3 separate regions of the Sus scrofa genome follow, and all the other regions are linked to region 2. A link is a contact called in public Hi-C data. All regions are on one chromosome and are shown on one strand. Each heading gives the region's core, a stretch centred on a gene start, on an enhancer-like site or on the middle of the called end of the contact. The rest is flanking DNA. Distances are from core to core; before and after follow the strand shown. Region 1 has its middle 59 kb from the start of DYNLRB2. Region 2 overlaps WWOX (WW domain-containing oxidoreductase). Region 3 overlaps MAF (transcription factor Maf).

What was found. A called contact is a pair of places that touch in the nucleus more often than the background predicts.
Region 1: a contact with region 2 is called in a Hi-C map of retroperitoneal adipose tissue, with 2.0 times the contacts expected there. The contact joins two enhancer-like sites. A contact is called at or near these places in 7 of 47 Hi-C or Micro-C datasets (alveolar macrophages, embryonic fibroblasts, mesenteric adipose tissue and 4 more).
Region 3: a Hi-C map of skeletal muscle shows a contact between it and region 2, with 8 times the contacts expected there. The contact joins two enhancer-like sites. A contact is called at or near these places in 3 of 5 promoter capture datasets (fetal liver, fetal skeletal muscle and liver), 20 of 47 Hi-C or Micro-C datasets (alveolar macrophages, blood, brain and 12 more) and 2 of 2 datasets of contacts at active chromatin or transcription factors (alveolar macrophages and skeletal muscle).

What each region holds. Positions count from the first base shown.
Region 1 is chr6:7,718,867-7,722,354 of Sscrofa11.1, forward strand. No RefSeq gene overlaps it. Among named protein-coding and RNA genes, the nearest start is that of DYNLRB2, 59 kb to the left of the region's middle. Within about 2 kb of position 1,980, at least 3 of the 83 cell types and tissues checked have an H3K27ac peak or open chromatin away from gene starts, as enhancers often do. A contact at or near this core is called in retroperitoneal adipose tissue, where this site is marked.
Region 2 is chr6:9,521,267-9,524,372 of Sscrofa11.1, forward strand. All of the region lies in intron 8 of WWOX (WW domain-containing oxidoreductase), which reads right to left. Among named protein-coding and RNA genes, the nearest start is that of WWOX, 350 kb to the right of the region's middle. Within about 2 kb of position 1,650, at least 14 of the 83 cell types and tissues checked have an H3K27ac peak or open chromatin away from gene starts, as enhancers often do. A contact at or near this core is called in omental adipose tissue, retroperitoneal adipose tissue and skeletal muscle, where this site is marked.
Region 3 is chr6:8,473,821-8,477,336 of Sscrofa11.1, forward strand. All of the region lies in intron 1 of MAF (transcription factor Maf), which reads left to right. Among named protein-coding and RNA genes, the nearest start is that of MAF, 6.8 kb to the left of the region's middle. Within about 2 kb of position 1,616, at least 19 of the 83 cell types and tissues checked have an H3K27ac peak or open chromatin away from gene starts, as enhancers often do. A contact at or near this core is called in omental adipose tissue, retroperitoneal adipose tissue and skeletal muscle, where this site is marked.

The DNA.
Region 1 (3,488 bases), core at 730-3,229, 1.8 Mb before region 2:
GCTTTCCGCAGGACCCTCCCCGCAGGTGGAGAAGGTTTTCTGTATTTGCAGCCTGTCTCCCTCTGTATTAATCATTCTGATTCTCTCCTCCTGTGCATCTGTCAGGGCCTCTCTATTTGAAGACTTTATCGGTATTTATCTTGTAGCTTTTCATAAATCATTTGCTGATGGCGCGTGATCCGGGGTGTTTTACACGAGGGGAAGGCCACCCTAACCCCACTTAACCACATTTTTTGGCATGTCTGTCTCACTGCTGTTCCGGCTTCCTTTCCCTGAAATGGGAGCAGGAAAACAGGCGAAACTGGCAATCTCAGGACGCTTGTTTGGGGAGTCAGGGGGCATTTCACTTAATCTAATGACCTGTAGTCATGATTTGAATCAGAGGGCGCACATCAAGCAGAAGCATTATTAAAATAGCGTCGCACGGGCCCCTGAAAAGAAAGGCTACCTTTCGGTGGGGGGGCGGGGGGGTGCACCTTAACCTCTCACCCTCCTGCGTCTTTTCGGCTGATGGTAGGTTCCAACCCAGGGGCGGGCAAATTCCTGTCCTCAGCCCACTTCCGGCTGCTTCCTGCTTTGTCAATAAAGCTTTATTGGAAGGAGAGCACGCGCATTTGTTTTACTCCTCTTCGAGGGCTGCTTTGCACGCGGCAAGGGCAGAGGTGAGTAACTGGGACAGATACCTTCTGGCCCACACAGCCTACGACGGTCACTCTGACTTATTCCCCAAAAAAGTCTGCTGGCCTCGGACGGAGGCAGTTCGTGGATATGGGGGTGGGGCCACATCTCTGCCCCGAGGGTCCTCTGACCGCGCTGCAGTTCTGAGGACGAATCTGCCGGGGACTGCGGTACCTATGTCCCCTCGAGAGTGTGTGTGCACACTTACGTGTATGTGTGTGTGATGCACGGGGGTGCGCCTGGGTGCAGGGGGTCCCGCGGGTTGTACAGGGGCCTGGGAACAGTGGTTAGCCGAGGCGGCATTTTATGTTCCTTTCTAACTGTGTGTCTGTTTTTGAACCTTTATGCAATCACGGTATGCTGGTTATACAACAAAAACAATGGCAAATTCCTTCCTTCTTGTGTCGCCGAATTTCCCCTGCCTGGTTTGTGATGGTGAAGTCACGACCCCGCAGGGGAATGGGGCAGGCGCGGTGCCCCTCGTGGTGGGGACTCAGGAGGCCTGTGTGATACGTGCCTATGGTCACAGCTCCCCATGGACACTGGGCTGTTATCATGGTCTTTTTGGCACTGAAACAAAACAATAAAATAAGTATATTTGTATAGACACACGGAATTATTTTTCCCTACCTCCCTTTTCTGTGCTCTCTTTCTCTTATTATTTTGGTCAGAGTCATAATGCACACAGAAGGTTTTATACAAACCAAATAATGCCTTTGTATTTGGACTCGTTCTTTTTCTTAGAGAGGCAGTATTTTTGAGCACCTGCTCCATGCCGGCTGTCCTGATGGGAGAGACCCCCCCCCATACACCTTCAGGTCCCCCAGATTTATCCCTTGCTCATGTTTTGTCACATCCTCCCTTCCTCACCACGGGGCGGCCACCCCCTTCTTCTCCGGATAGAATCCTCATTATCGCTCTAAACCAGGCTCGAGGTTTTCTCCTCTCCCTGGAGTCCTTGTCCCTGAAGCCAGCTGCACTGGGGCAGACGCCATCCGTCCACGGTGAGCTCTGTCGCTTCCTCTGTGCCTCCCCCTGCACCGGCCCCTCGGTAGGAGCGCTGTTCCTGGACGGAGGCCTTCTGGTCCTGGGTTCAGTGCCTCCCGGTGCGCTGCCTCCGTGGTCAGCACAAGGGCCCTCGATGAGGTCCTCACTGCCTGCCAGGTTGGAGAGTCGCAGAGACGTGCCGGCGTCACAGGTCCCAGCGGGGCTGAGGCTGGAAGCGGCTCCGGCTCCCTGGGGAGCTTGCGGGTTTGCCTGTTGGGCCGTCTTCTGTCTGGTGCAGAACTGAGCGAGCGAGGGGGAGAGTAGGGAAGGCTGGAGGGGCTGATCCAGGCGGGTTCGGAGGCCCCGAGGACGAGGCAGTGCGGTGGGCTCTCACTGAAGGACTAGGCCTGGGGACAGCGCGGCTGCCCACAGGGCCCTGGGCGGAGGGGCAGAGTCGGGCACCTGGGAGGGGTCGGCAAACAGAGCAATTGCTTACGCTTCGTTTTCAAATGAAAGTAAAAAAGCAGTTGTTGTTATTGTTTAATCCGGAAATTGACTGAGAAAAAAGAGCCTCGAGTCCTCCAGTTCTGAGTTCTGAGGCAGGGCTGCTGTTCCCTCGTGTTGGTGGCGGGGACGTGGACCCGCATCCTGGCGGGGACTCCAGGGTCTCAGGAAGCTCCACCCACCCCGTCTTCCAGGGCAGGGCACCCCGAATGGCCACAGGCCCTGGGCAGGGCCGGTCTTCCCCAGGTTCCACTGTCACCCAGGACATGGAAGAGTCCCCATTCCGGTTCGGAGTCTCTTGGAAGGAGCCCTGGCCTCGTCCTCCCCTCTCCTTGCCCCCAGGACCCGGTCCTCTCCGGGTCCTCTTTTATCAGCCCGGGCGCCTGTGAGGCCGCTGGGTGGGATTCTGGAACGAAGTCCCCCGTGGAAGGGGAGCCTTGCTCCGCTCCTCCCCTCCCGGCACTGGCGGAATGGGAGTTTCTGTGGACCACGTGCTGCTTTTTCCTGGCAGTGTATTTGGACCTGTCTCCATTCACCTTTCTTCAGAAAGTGGGCAGCTGCTGCCCTTGGGGCCCTGTGGCCGGGCACACAGACCTGTGCGCTGAGCCAGGCGTCTGGAAGAAGCAGGCTCCCCAGATTTCGGCTCTGTGTGTCTGGAAAACTGAGCCACTCAGGTGGCACCTTGCATGTCCCTCGTTCGGTCACCCTCTCATGTCATGGAAGGGGACACTGAGGCCCAGAGAGGGGCCGCTTGGCCAGATCTCCCGGGACACTGCTGGCAGGTGCGGTGTTAGAATCATCGCCTCCATGTCCAAGGCCATTCCCTCCCCATCCTTTCTCCGTGTGTCCCTCTGGCAAATATTTTTCTTTCAGGTCTAAACCCAGTGAGTGGAGCTGCAGGGTCCAAGCATTCTGGGGTCGGGTGCTTTTCTGGTTAATTTTGGTGCGGAGTTGCACGGAATGCTGCAGAGCCGGCCGGACTCTAGTACATCCCCCAGATGCGGGATGCGGGGCATGGGTTTGGAGCCAGGGCCGACGTGGGTGCGAGTGTCAGCCCAGCCACCGAGGAGTGTTGGGCCGGGCCAGGCCGCTTCTCCTGTCTGACATCCAATTTCCCATCAGGACGTTGAGGCTCATGGCGCCTTCCTCATCCGCGGGTCGCAAGGCGTGAGGGAGAGAGTGTGGGAGATGCTGGCGCCCCGTGTCGGCTCCCTGGCAGGATCCGAGGCAGGGTCACCTTGGGTGGGGGTGTGGCCAGGTGCTAGAGGAGGGGGAAGGGCGTGTTTGTGGAGTGTCTGTTGTGTGCCAGCCCACATGCT
Region 2 (3,106 bases), core at 400-2,899:
TTATAATTCAGATGTCTTCGCAAACAGTCCAGGGCATGAATCAAGAAGCACAGTGCTGATTTGGCTGGAGACAGCCCCAAGACACTTCTCAAAGGGTGGCGGGGGTGGGGACAGTACGTGGGTGACATTGATGCTGCCTGCTGTTTCTTCAAGGATAAGATGCCTGACAGGACATGCTGTGGGCTTCTCCACATGTCTTTTCAAAACATAAAAACACAGACGGCTTTTTTATGGACAAACCGGACTACAAGTACTCCAAAGTGTTCCCTAGAAATGCCAGAGCTGTAAAATATCTGTGAGATATAAAATAGAGCATCCTACAGCTTGTCAGTAACCCGGTTTTGTTTGTTTCCCTTTTCCTTTTTATTTTTATCCCCGAGGGTCAGTTGCTGAAAATAAACATCGATGTTTCCTAGGCACGATTTACATTTCGAATGTGAAATCTAATCTGCGGTGCTTGGCCAGAAAGAAACATTTATATTTATGTATCGCTGTTAATCTTGCCTTTAAAGACGGGGTCGACACACAGAGATGGCTTGCACCGTCTCTGCCACATACCCCACGTTCTGACTCTCCCTCCTCTGCTCTCCGGCTCGCTGTTGGCGGAACACGAGAGCACTCTCAGGGCTAACATTTTATTCCAGATAACACTGCCCTTGCTAGAAAGATCCCGCTTCTCCAGTGTTTACAACAACAGCGCAGATTAGAAGGGACTGGCCTGAAGCAAGTGGGGCTTGGCATGAGGCAGGCCTGGGTAAGACACGTTCCTCGCAGAACATCGACGCCGCCCCCGCCCGGCAGCGCAGCAGCCCGGCAGCCAGGCATCAGGCAGGTGCGGGAGAGGGGAAGGCGGCCTCCAGCCTGTGCATCACCACTGGGCAGGCGGTGTACCTGGAGCATTCCGGCTCTGCCATCTGGGGGTGGCGGGCATCTAAAAGGAGGCGGCTCAGGCTCTTTCCTTTTGCCTTTCTCCTTCTCTTGGGTGAGAAGACAGTGCCAGGCTCACACGAGCGCCACTCCTCATCTGAGAGCGGGGCCAAGGCCCTGGGCGCCCTGGCTTCGGAGGCGGGCGCGCCGTAGAGAGTGCGCATGTGGGGGCGCAGGCAGCGCGGCCTTTACGTCTCCGGGGCGGGCGGGGGCCCCGAGTTCTATTTGGAGGAATGTCCCAGCCTTTGGTGTCGTCTTCTCATGTCCACAGGAGCCACTCCCTCCACACGTGAAGCCCATGGCCTCCCTTCCTGGGCAGCCCCTGCTTGGCGAGGGGACTGTCTTCGGGGCACAGGGCCGATCCGATGTCCAGCAGGAAGGCCCGGGCATGCGGGGTGGGGGTAGGGGGTCTGCAAGGGCCCTTCGCCCTGGATCCCGTCTCTCCCCTGGAGCTCGGCCAAGGAAACGCTGTGCACGGAGCCAAGCGCCGGCTTTTCCCTCCTCCCCCCCAACCCCCGGTCCCCAGGGTCCTCTCCACCCACTCTGTACAAAATCAGTTCATCTGGGTCACTGTTAAGGCCCAGCGCCCGGGCCAGCTGGAAGGAGTTGCCTCTTTTGGGCCAAACGCGTGGAGTTTCTTCCAGCCTCAAGCTAAGGCGTTCCGTGTACCAGGACAGCACCGAGATGCGGCCAGGGCTGGAGGAGCATCTGCCAGCCAGACTGGCCTGCAGTCTCCAGGCTGGGAGCGAGCCGGAAGCCTCAGTTTCTGGTGAGGCTCCTTGGCCGGGAGAGGCTGGGCCTGGGGATTCCAGTTCTCTGAAACCCAGGAGGAACTGAGGTTCCGGTGTGGGGCCAGGCTGTCCTGCTTGCCAGGGCCAAATCTGGGTCCTAGCCCAGGAAAAAAAAAAAAAAAAAAAAAAAGATGATTTTCATAGAGAAACAGATTCGCTTTATTTGCTTTGGTTTCTTCCAACTCAGAAGTGACCTGAGTACTGCTGGGAGGGCCCTGGGGGGGGGGGGGGGAGGACCCTGACTTTATTCTCAAAACTAGGCTGGTTAAATAAGGCATTGTCAGGCCAGAAGCTGCCTGGACTCTTGGCAAGTGTATTAACTCAGTATGAAATAATATAAACAGAAAAGAACAATATTCCCTGTTTTCTCACTCCAGGCATTTGAGAGGCTGGGAATCAGTATTCATTTGGAATGGGCCAAGATCTTTGAAAAATAAGTTTTGTGGACTTAAAAGATCTTTCGACTTGAAGTTCTGAAGTGTGGGGGCTGCCTCGTGTGAAGGTTCCAAATGGCATCTATTGTGCTTTGGGGACTCGGAAACACTCAAGAATAAAAGTCCTTCGTGGCGGGAATGGATTGAAATATACCATGTGTCTCTTTTGAGGCATGAAAACATACACATAACCAGATACAAAAACACACACATTTATACATTCTTCTGGGGGCCCCGTAACTCTTCCCAGTTATTCTTCATGTTGATTCATGTCTGTTTGGTTTCTAAACTGTTCAGTTTAAGACCTCGAATTGAGATGGTCTAGAAAGTAAAAAATCCAGCTGTGCTTGCTGCAGAGGCCCCCAGCGTGAACACACAGGCTCGGACGTGGAGGGGGTGTTTCAGGGAGTGGGGGACCCCGCCAGCCCCAGGCAAGCCTCACTCCTGCCACGTGGAAACTAGAATTGATTCTTCAATTCTCCCCGACTCCCAGAGATGTTCTGTGCAGGAGCTGAGTCCTGGTTCATACATTCTGGGTGCAGGAGGAAGAAGAGAGAGAGAGAGAGCATTGCTGAAATACTGCCACTCCGATCCCCACTCCTGGGACCAGGCAGGCTTTTGAACATTTACAAAACAATGAATCAGCACACATCTTCCAGGCCAGATGAGCCTGGGGAGAAAAGTGTGAAGAGGAACTGGGAGAAATACTTGAAATTGTGGACAGAGACACTTTAAAAAGCCAAAATGGAGAAATGCATTCCATCCAAGAGAACCACCATCTTGCTGAAAATTACTGGCTCGTAAGATAATTTACTTTACATTGGTTAATCTTAGAGAGTACGTTTTTCCTAGGATTTTCCTAAAGGAAGACAATCTCCTTGAGTTCCCTGTTTTTAAACTTGTCCCCTCCCTTTTGGGGATATTTGACTCTCTAGACTCTCCAGAGAGCCGTTT
Region 3 (3,516 bases), core at 366-2,865, 1.0 Mb before region 2:
AGGATTTTAGGCGAACACAGTCTCAGAATGAGAGTGAGATTCAGGATAGAGTTATCCCAGTTAACTCCTGAGGAATGCCACTTGGGAGAAAAATACAGTGGTACAACAATTAAGCATTTTAATAGGCCCTTCAAAGGCAGTTCAATCTAATACGTAGATTTTGGCCCCAGATATTGGAATGCCAGGTAAAGACGTGCTGGTTAAAATGGGGTTTGGGTGGCTGGCTTTAAGAGAAGGTTAACTAACTCTCCGTGGAAGGCAGTTTGAGAAAGAACCATCACTAAAAACTTTGAAAAAAAAAAAAAATGTAATGTGACTGGTGAACACACATACATGCTTTTTTTTAAACAAAAAATCCTAAATCCTGCCTAAATGCCCTTATGACAAATAAGTCTCTAAATTAAAAAAAAAAAATCATGCAAGGAAATGTAGCATTCCCCTTTATAACTGCATTTGCCTCTTTGTCTAAATAGTGTTAAAATTCCTTTCATTCCAAATACAGAACTGGGCCCACTCACAAGTTGGAGCCATCAGCGGGACACTTAGAGACGAAGGCTTTTCAATGTATAACCGCGGTGCTCATTAACTCTCCTGTCCGAGGGTCCTGGGTACGGATCCGCAGGAACGCACACCAGGGCTTCTGGCTTTACCACGTGCCCGACTGGACAGAGGCGATGGTTTTCCACCTGGACTATAGGTTTGCGAAATCCACTGAAATTTAACAGATACATATGTTGATAGAAAGGGAAGCGTCCCAGAAAGTAACAGCTAGCATTTTTTAAAGCACATGTAGACACGTAACACTCTCAGTAGTACTTTTTCATGCTTCATTGTTTCTCTGGCAGATAATTTTACTAAGAAAACAACAAAACAAAACCCACCTCTTCGACTCCCCCTCCCCACGCAGATGCCAGGGGCAGAAGCTTTCGCAGAGCCAAGCACCCTGGTTTTTCTCTTGGGCCGGAGAGTCCTGTATTTCTCCGTGAGGTCAAGCATGGCCATACATCAGACACAGCTGTAAATGAAACCAGTGTTGCAGGGTTTTTGGGTTTTGTTTTTCCCTTTCCCTTCTCTGCTTTCAGGCACCCACAGCAGTGTCTCACATGTTTCTTTTTTTTCTTCTTTTTTTCCCAAAGCCCTGCACTAATTTTTTAGACTGTATCTGACACATTAATAGGTTGATATCAGAGAGGCAGAGGTTCCACTTCCTGGTCTCGGTGAGGAAACCATGTGAAGAGAGGGTATTTCTCTGAGTCCCTGACACAACCACGCAGGCTTTCAACACACACCATCCCAGTGGGAACCGCTCTGTGTATTTCTGAACGTGCGTGTCTAACCGTCTGATCTTTTCTCCCTTATACCTTCACCCTCGTAGTTTTTATTTAGTGATGGCCATTCGAGATGCTTCTGTTCTTAAAGAGAACCCTCCCCGCCCCCCCGCAACCCACTGCCAAACCACCAGCTTTAAGGCTCAACCCAGTGAACAGTGGGCAACATGGTAGCCACTTCTGTGTACCCGGGGCACAGCTGTCTCAGGAGCCGCATTCCCGGCGTGTCCTTGTCTACAGCGACTCAAGTGGCTTCTGACACCTTCAGAGGTTCCCAAGTATAGTAGAGGGAAGGGTTTTGGTGTCGTCTCTGCTCTTGGTTGAGGCCAGCTCACTTCCCGTCGTCACACAGCCTTGGCTGTACAAAAAAATGCACTCCCCTGGGAGTCTAGGCCAATCAATATATTTAAAAGTCTGCTTGCCACGCAGGTATCACTATTTTTTTTTCTTTTTTTTTTTTTTTTTTTTTTTTTTGCCCATCGGTGGTTAAAGGCTAACTGACATAGGGTGAAAGACTGGGCTCCACGAGTGACAACCTTCAGCCATCTGATTTCTGTGCCACCAAAACGCCCAGCCAAACGCTGGGGCCTTACTTCTATGAACAGGCAGTTAAGAGAGGCTAGGAGGCCAGCTTCACCTGCTTGAGGCGCCTGGTGGGCCAGGCTCCCCCACTGCCTTTTAATTCCATTTGATGTTTTTCTGTTTGCTTGTTTTTTGTTTTTTTTAAATTTTGTTATCCCTCTTCTTTGAAGAAATGTCCTCATTTTGGGGGGGGGGAACCATCTCTACAGTGAGAGGCTAGCATTTTCACCATTTCTGATTATTCCTTGGGAGGCCGAAGGAATCATTTGGAGTCAGTCTTCCCTGTCATTGAGACACAGAAGGGAAACTGGAGGTTGGTTCTCACTCTTGACCCATCTTCGGTTTAAAAGATGCCCCAAGTCTGAAGCTGGGCAGCCAGCAGCCTTCAGGGAGGTGGTCCAGCCGTGCAGCCTCGAATCAGGATGTGTGTGTTTGTTTTGGGCATCTAAACACCGCACAGAAGCCTTCATCCACCTTCTGATAAAACCAATTTCCCCACTTTTGATATAAATCTTCCAAAATCTAGACATCATGAAGGCCCAGAAAAGGGGGAATTCTCTCCAAGCTGGGCCCCACACGGGCTGGCGAACAAACCCACCTCTGCCTGGCATTTTTTTTTTTTTTTCCCCTCCGGCGGGGGTAGGGGACAGGGTGAGAGAATTTCAGTCTCCCAGGCTGTCTCATGATTGTCGGGGCATAAAGAAGTACAGTCCGGCAACAATGTGGGAACATCTTTATCCTTCAGAGAGAGACAAAACAAAAAACAAAGCACATCAAATTGCTCGGCACGAAGGCGTAGCCAAACCCCGGGCTCTGGTTCCCTCTGGCATCTGTGGGAGGTGAGAAATGAGGGAAGCCAGAGAGAATGGTGACCCTGGACCTCAAAGGCGGGAGTCGCCCAGCAGGAGCTCATGCCAGGTGCCAGCGAGATTCCGCGGCCCATTTCAGAGATGTTCACACACGATTCTGTTTTGAAAATAGTTTTAGAGATTGAACCCCAATTAGGAGATCCGGGAAACTGCTCCCGGCTTCCCTTTGGGGCATCGATAAATCTATCAATCTGCGATTTTTTTTTTTTTTTTTTTTTTTTTTTTTTACAGCGGCAACATTTGGGACCAGTTGGAAACGTTAGGCCATATTTCTATAGTCACCGCAATAGGTGTGGTGGCATGGTGACAGTTTTTATTGTTTAAATTCGAAAGCCCGTGGTGTGTTTCCCCTAAGTTTCCCCAAAATAACAAGGCTGAGATAGAAAGATCGCAGCAGTGGCACACAGAAATCACATCTTTCTATGACTGTGCGTCAGAGTTGGACAGTTTTAAGAAATTGACAAAATACATATTCCTCGGAGAGGCTGGGATCAGAATGCACAGTTCTCTCCCCAAATCATAATCATCTCTGAAGCGCCTCTTCCCTCTTCGACAAAATTCATTTTCTTTTCCTGTCTTTTTGTTAAATAACAATTTTTTTCCCCTATAATTAGGACTTTGGATTGCAAAATCGCATTCTTCCTTTCTCCACAGAGTCTTGGATCTTTAGTTATGATTAGAAGGGGCATTTATTCAAAAAGGGAGGACGAGGGAGGGGGTGTCTGGGGAGGTTTGGG